Linked DNA regions of Capra hircus: region 1 is linked to region 2. The links are chromatin contacts, called in public Hi-C maps. All regions are on one chromosome and are shown on one strand. Each heading gives the region's core, a stretch centred on a gene start, on an enhancer-like site or on the middle of the called end of the contact. The rest is flanking DNA. Distances are from core to core; before and after follow the strand shown.

Evidence for each region. A called contact is a pair of places that touch in the nucleus more often than the background predicts.
Region 1: a contact with region 2 is called in a Hi-C map of liver, with 4 times the contacts expected there. The contact joins the promoter of ARHGAP26 here to the enhancer-like site in region 2. A contact is called at or near these places in 3 of 5 Hi-C or Micro-C datasets (blood and liver).

What each region holds. Positions count from the first base shown.
Region 1 is chr7:56,711,854-56,714,952 of ARS1.2, forward strand. It overlaps ARHGAP26 (rho GTPase-activating protein 26), which reads right to left and starts at 1,732. Exons shown (of 22, transcript XM_018050208.1): 1 at 1,579-1,732. The coding sequence starts at 1,732.
Region 2 is chr7:56,585,763-56,588,769 of ARS1.2, forward strand. ARHGAP26 (rho GTPase-activating protein 26) reads right to left here. Exons shown (of 22, transcript XM_018050208.1): 2 at 1,795-1,890; 3 at 122-183. Among named protein-coding and RNA genes, the nearest start is that of ARHGAP26, 130 kb to the right of the region's middle. Within about 2 kb of position 1,604, at least 1 of the 5 cell types and tissues checked has an H3K27ac peak or open chromatin away from gene starts, as enhancers often do.

The sequences.
Region 1 (3,099 bases), core at 482-2,981, 130 kb after region 2:
AATAAAGCAGAGGCCCAATTAAAGCCAGTCTGAGATTCAAACAAAATGTGTGGGCCCAACCTGTAAGTGAGCCCCTAACTTAGTCCAAACTAGGGGTCACATATTCTAAGGATGGCCCTGGTCATCAACAAAAGAAGAGTCTATTCATTTGCTTCAGGTCACAGCCTCCAACAGAGACCCTACCTCTGAAGAGCCTCAGCATACCAAAGTTCTACTTTTATTTCACCTCAAAAGACTACCACTTGCTGCCCTGGGGCTCCTCTGTCTTCTTCATCTTTAGAAACAACAGGCTCACAAAATGACATCTCAGGCACTTGACTTTAAGTCTCCTTTAAAGAGACTTGGTGACAATTCTCAGGCCCACGGCTGCACTCTGCCAAGACAAGCTTTCCTAGTTGAAAGATATCACCTATTAAGAAATGTAGCAAAGAGAAAGGAAAAATCAAGTGAAAGACAATTCCACTATCTGCCTTTATGTTATTTCTGACTCTTAAAAATAAAAGATGGACCAAATTATTCTTAAATGGGTAGACAGGAAAGGCACCCAAAAAAAGGAGCTCAGCAATCCAAGGCATCCATCCCTAGAGCACTCGTTTGGCCAGAAGGAGACACTCTCTGGCTCTGCAAATGACAAGGGAAATCATACACAGAATGTAAATTTCATTTCTCCCCTGCCAAAGGGAAATTTGCAAAAATGGTTTTGCAAAAGGTTCGAAAATCTCTAAGGATAAGTTTAAACTTCTTTCTGAGCGAAGATCGAGGACATTCCTTCCCAAACCTTTGAGTCTTCAAGGATATTGGGAGAGGTAAAAAAGGAGAGTGAGGGAGCGAGAGAGGGAGAGGATATGTTCGTTCTATTTTTAAACCCTCGCCCACAGTTTAGAGTAAAGGAACACTCTGATTCTGTACTCCCACCCCTATCACCTTCTGCTAAACACAAGAATCAGAACCTGCACACGTACGTGGCCCTGATTCTAGATCTGGTGGGTTAAAAGCTGCCACTATTCCAAAGAATCGCGAGCTGACCAACCACCCTACCCAGCCCTTTTCTGGGAAGGGAAGGAGATCTCTCGGAGACCCCGGCGGCCCTGAGCAGGAGGGAGTGAAGCAGGCACAACCCGCCTTTTCCTGAGGGGAGGCAGCGCCCCCTTGGCGGGGCACGCTCCATTCCCACGGCTGGGCACTCAGGGGTGAGCAACTCTCCCCCAAGGAAGCCGGAGCCGTGGACGCGAAGGGGTTTCCCAATATGCTACGGTGCTCCAGGCACTCCAGTCCCACTCCTGAGACACCTGTGAGACGCGCACACCCACCCGCGGCGCCCCAGAGCGCTACTCGCGCTTGGTCACCTCCCAGTCCCCCCGGAACGCAAACGGCCGGGTGCCGGGTCTCTGCCTTCACTGTCTTGTTGCTAGCTCGCCCATTTTACGTATCCTTTCCGCTTCGCGACAAAGGTCTACGCCCGTCCCTCAGCGCCCGGGGGCAGAAATCCAGCCGGGCGCGGGACCCCTAGGTCTGAGCGCCGCCCGACGGCCCCTCCCGCCCCGGGGCACCGTCCGCGCCAGGCTCCCGGGCACTCACTCTTGAGCGCGCTGATGAGTGACTTCCCGTCCTTGATGAGCTCCTTGATGAATTTGTTGGTCTTGTCCAGCTCCGCTTCGTGCGACTTCAGCGTCTCTCGGAAGTGAGGGCTGTCGAGGCAGCAGTCACTGAATTCGAGCGCGGGCAGCCCCATGGTGTCCGCGGCGCCCAGCCGGGGGGCGCGCCTCCCCCGGGGCTCCGGCGGCCCGCAGCCCGGAGCACGCACGCGGAGAGACCCTGGCCGGCACCCCCGACGGCCGCCGGCTCCACAGGTGTGGCGCCGGCTCGGTCTCAGCGCGGGGTCCGCGGGCGCGCACGACTCCTGAACAGAGCCTGGAGGCGAACGAAGAGCGTCTGCTCCAACGGCGTGTAACCGAGAAGGCGCGGAGCAGGAAGAGCAGCTGAGGACCCGCAGCGGCGACGGGAAGGGAACGAGCAGTCGAGCGAGTGCAGCAGCCGCCTGCCCGCCTCCTTCGCCAGTTCGCTCTCCTGCAGCTTCGAGCGCCCTCTCACAGCAGCCTCGGCCGCCCAGCCGGCGTCCGAGCCGGACGAACCTGCTAGCAATGACCTAATCCCAGCCAAGCCAATCAGAACCCCGTCTCAGCCCTACCCACGGGCCTTCCGAGGATGCCCGGCCCTTCCGCGACCATAACCCAATCAACGGGGTCCAGAGGCGGGGTCTAGGTCGGGGGCGTGGCCCACGCCACCGCCTAGGTCCGCAGCACAAGCTCCGCCCCCTCCCGTCTGCTCAGGGTTGCACTGTCGGAGCCGGGAAGGAACGAAGATTGCTGCCGCATGGGCCAGCGCAGCGGCCGGGATCCGAGCCGGAGACGGTGCGTCTGCATATCTGGGGAGCGGAGGAGCCTAGATGTGCTGAACATGAAAAATCTAGGAATTTAGGGCTGCAGTTCCCCTAAGGCAGAGGCAATCGTGCTTACACTCAAAATGCATTCCCCAGTCGGACACAACTGAAGCGACTTAGCACTCGCGCACGTCCCACGAGAACCCCGAGCGTACCAAGCGACCACGTCGCCCCTAGACACAAGCTCCTTCTTCCACTCAAGCAAAACATACTTACATCTTAAAATTACCAGCTCTTCTGGCCTGCAGTCTTCCCGCCCCCTACAGTCCGGCCCCCTCAAGGCCACTCCTGCTCAAAACCCGCCCACGGCTGCCCCCAACCGAAAGATCTAACATCCTTTCAAGAATTTCAGCCGCCTGTTTTCCTGCTGGGCACCTCACACAATTTTACATAATTACGTCCACTGCCTGTAGTCCTTTGCAATAAATACTGTGAGCTTCAAGACTACGAAATGAGCCACCGCCGCTTTCTTGCGCGCCGCGGCATCCCTAACGCCTAGAACAGTGGCTGGCATCTAGTAACAGATATTGAGCGCTTCCCTTGTGCTATATGTGCAACGGCGATTGATAAGGATTTGTGGAATAAATTAATGGATCCGTTCCCGTGTCTTTCTCCACTTTCCACTTTCCTGTAATGTGTTGCCCTATTGCCCTTGGGTT
Region 2 (3,007 bases), core at 354-2,853:
TCATGAGCCTAGAGCACTCAAGTGGCAGAGCCTGGACTCAACCCCATTCTTCTGATAACAAACCCTGTGCTCCCCCAATGATCATACTGTCCATGACCAAGGGCAACCCAGCCATACTCACCATTCGTATCCGTTCATCTTCAAGATTCCTGAGGACAGTGGCAAACTCCTGTAAAGACCTTGCTAGAAAAGAGAAAGGGGGTGTGAGGTGGAAGTAGAGTGAAAGGCTCTTGGAAACCCTTCCAGATACAGCTATTATGTTATGGACTAAAATCCCTTGGCATGTGCAAAAGCCTAAAGACAACTCTTCCCAAGGCTCCCCTTGTCTTTTCATCACTAACCATTAAGGATGACCCCAAAATGCAGGATAATCCACTGGGAACTCAAGCTGGGGAAGGGTTTCCTTCAAGGAAAAGGCCTGCCTGTTCCTGAGAGTACCCAGGACTGATGGGATGCTGGCTAGCTCCCAGGCTGGATGGTATAGAGTTCTTCTCAGGAGTTCAAGGATTTCCTGCCCAGGAATTCAACCTCTGCAACCTTTGTTGTGGGGCTGCGTCAGAACCCAACCTTTTCTTTGCACCAGAGTTAAACAAACAACGCCGCTGGCATTGGAAGCCACCTCTCTGCCTTGGGTTCCTCCTCTCTGAATCCTCAAGCCCCTAATTATTGCAACACAGTTGGCAGCACAGCAATCAGGCGTAGACAGTCTCTTTCACTGAAATTATTCCAAACACAACAAGCATTGCATACAATAGCCCTAAGGATATTGGAGACATTCATGTATTGTTGGGAAAAGCATTCACATATTCAGGCATTACAACAATGATATGTTTTCACTACTCTCAGCTGTCTCCCAATTCCCTCTGCTCACCCCCAGATTCTGATGCTCTGTAAGCCAACAGGGACTCCATAAGCATTTGGTGACTTAATTAATTTAATGTAACTCGCTCAACTCCTGCTCACTTAATGGAGTCAACCAATACACCCAATGGAAGAATAAGGTGTAGAGACTAGGATCTGGCAAAGACAGGTGTCTTGACATTGCAAATCCTCTGTGCTCAGTGCTGCCCACAGAAGATGGACAGGAGACGGTGAAGAGAGACACAATGCAGTGAGGGAATAAGTGGGAACCTCCGCTCTCAGTCTATTTGCTAAAGAAAATGCAAGGGGCAGGTGTGTGTGGGGGGTGGGGGCCAGTGAATGATGCAGACACCCAGCTTCTCTCCACATCCAAAAGCGAGGACAACTACATAGCCCCAGCCAACTGCTGCCAGGGCAGAACAAGAGGTCGGCTTCTCAGGCTCCCCAATTTTTAGAGAAGCTGAAAAACTGGAACTTGACACAAACTCAATTTATATGGTAATTCAGTTTTAAAAAATGAGTGTCCAAGAAAACATGTCTGCATTAGGACCTCTGATCTAGCTCTTCTCCCATCTCCCCATGTTCTGCTTTTGTTCTAATCCTAAGGCACCACGCTTGGAATTAGGGGAAGAACATCATGAAGCCAGCCAGAAGCAGCATGCTAGTGGAGGGTGGAGACAGGAGCCCCACCGCCTACCTTCCCGTGCTCTCCTAAGGCCAGAGGCGGAGAGGCGGCCCCAGGACTCCGAGGAGAAGCCCAGGAGAGCCCGAGGGCCCCCGATGCTCACTCCACCCTGCTGGCTCTGCTCTCAATACCGACTTCTTAATGTGTGACACTTACATGCTCGCTGTTCCGGGGAGAGGCCCGGTGAGGACGATGAAAGTGTGGTGGACAGCGCACTTTTCACCTCCTTACACGTGGCTGCGACTTACCTATACACATTTCATCGTCTGTTTCTGCGTCTCCTATGCACTGAAATTTAAATTCATTTAAGGAGTCTGCAAACTTCCGCTTCGCTGAAGACAAATCTAGCAACAACAACAAAAAAGAGAGTAAAAAATGTGAATTATTGAAATAAATCTGCTTTCATATTTACTGCACTTTTTAGTCCTTGTACTACAAAAAGCAGCGAGATCTGTTCCTGAGCCCATCTCAGAGCACAAAATAATGTCGATTCAAAACAGTAAATAACTGTTTATAACATGAAATAGCTGATTTGCTTCACAAGTCAGTACTTTTGCTACATTTGCTTTGACAAGTCTGGCACTCTCTCTCTTAATTCCTCAAGCTACACCGCAGGTCCTGCCATCTCCACTTGATACGGGTGGGAATCCACTTGCCTAAGAATGTCAGGGTCAGAGCCCACATTAGGATCTGCTCAGCCCTGCTCTGTCATTGACCCTCTGCATGGTCAGTGAAGCTGCCCTCATGTCAGACTCAACAATACGCACCTCAATCTAACACACAAGACAAACAGGCCTTAGGTGGGAGCTGGCAGAAAGAGCTTGGAACTGCACGGGAGCACCCGAACCCCCTCTTCTGACTCAAGGACACACAAGGCCTGAGTTCTCAGAACCCTCTGGGCTCCCCTCAGAGGAGAGCAGCCGCCAGCCTGACAAAGCTCTGCCTGAACCAGATAGTTTCCTGGGTGACCTCGTTCCACCACTGTCACAAGAACAAAGCCCTGGCAATGTTCTGAGCTGGGGTAAAAAACGCACCCCACACATGGTAGTAATAAAGAAAGCTCTCAGAGGCCCTTGTCAAATTTTAAAAACAAGCTTTCATTTAAGGCAGTAATAAAAACCAATGACCCTTCCGGAACCCTCAGCTTCTGTTAAGGGTATAAACCACCGAGGAACCTTTAAGTGGCCTGACGGACAAGGCTGCTAGGCACAAATGTGCTTAACTTAATTCCATGTGCAGCCTTGCTGCAGATTAGGCTAATCATTCAAATTACCCTCGGACATGTTTCCCTCGTTGAAGGGGAAATGGCATTATGTTCAAATTCCCAGAGGAGGGAAATATGAGGCATAACTGGCAGCGAGGTCTGGCTTTCATAAGGTACTAGGGGGAGTCAGGGGTGAGGGAGGGTTCTAGCTTCACAGATCAACAGAGCCTTCTGGAATAAAAGCATCCATGACCCTC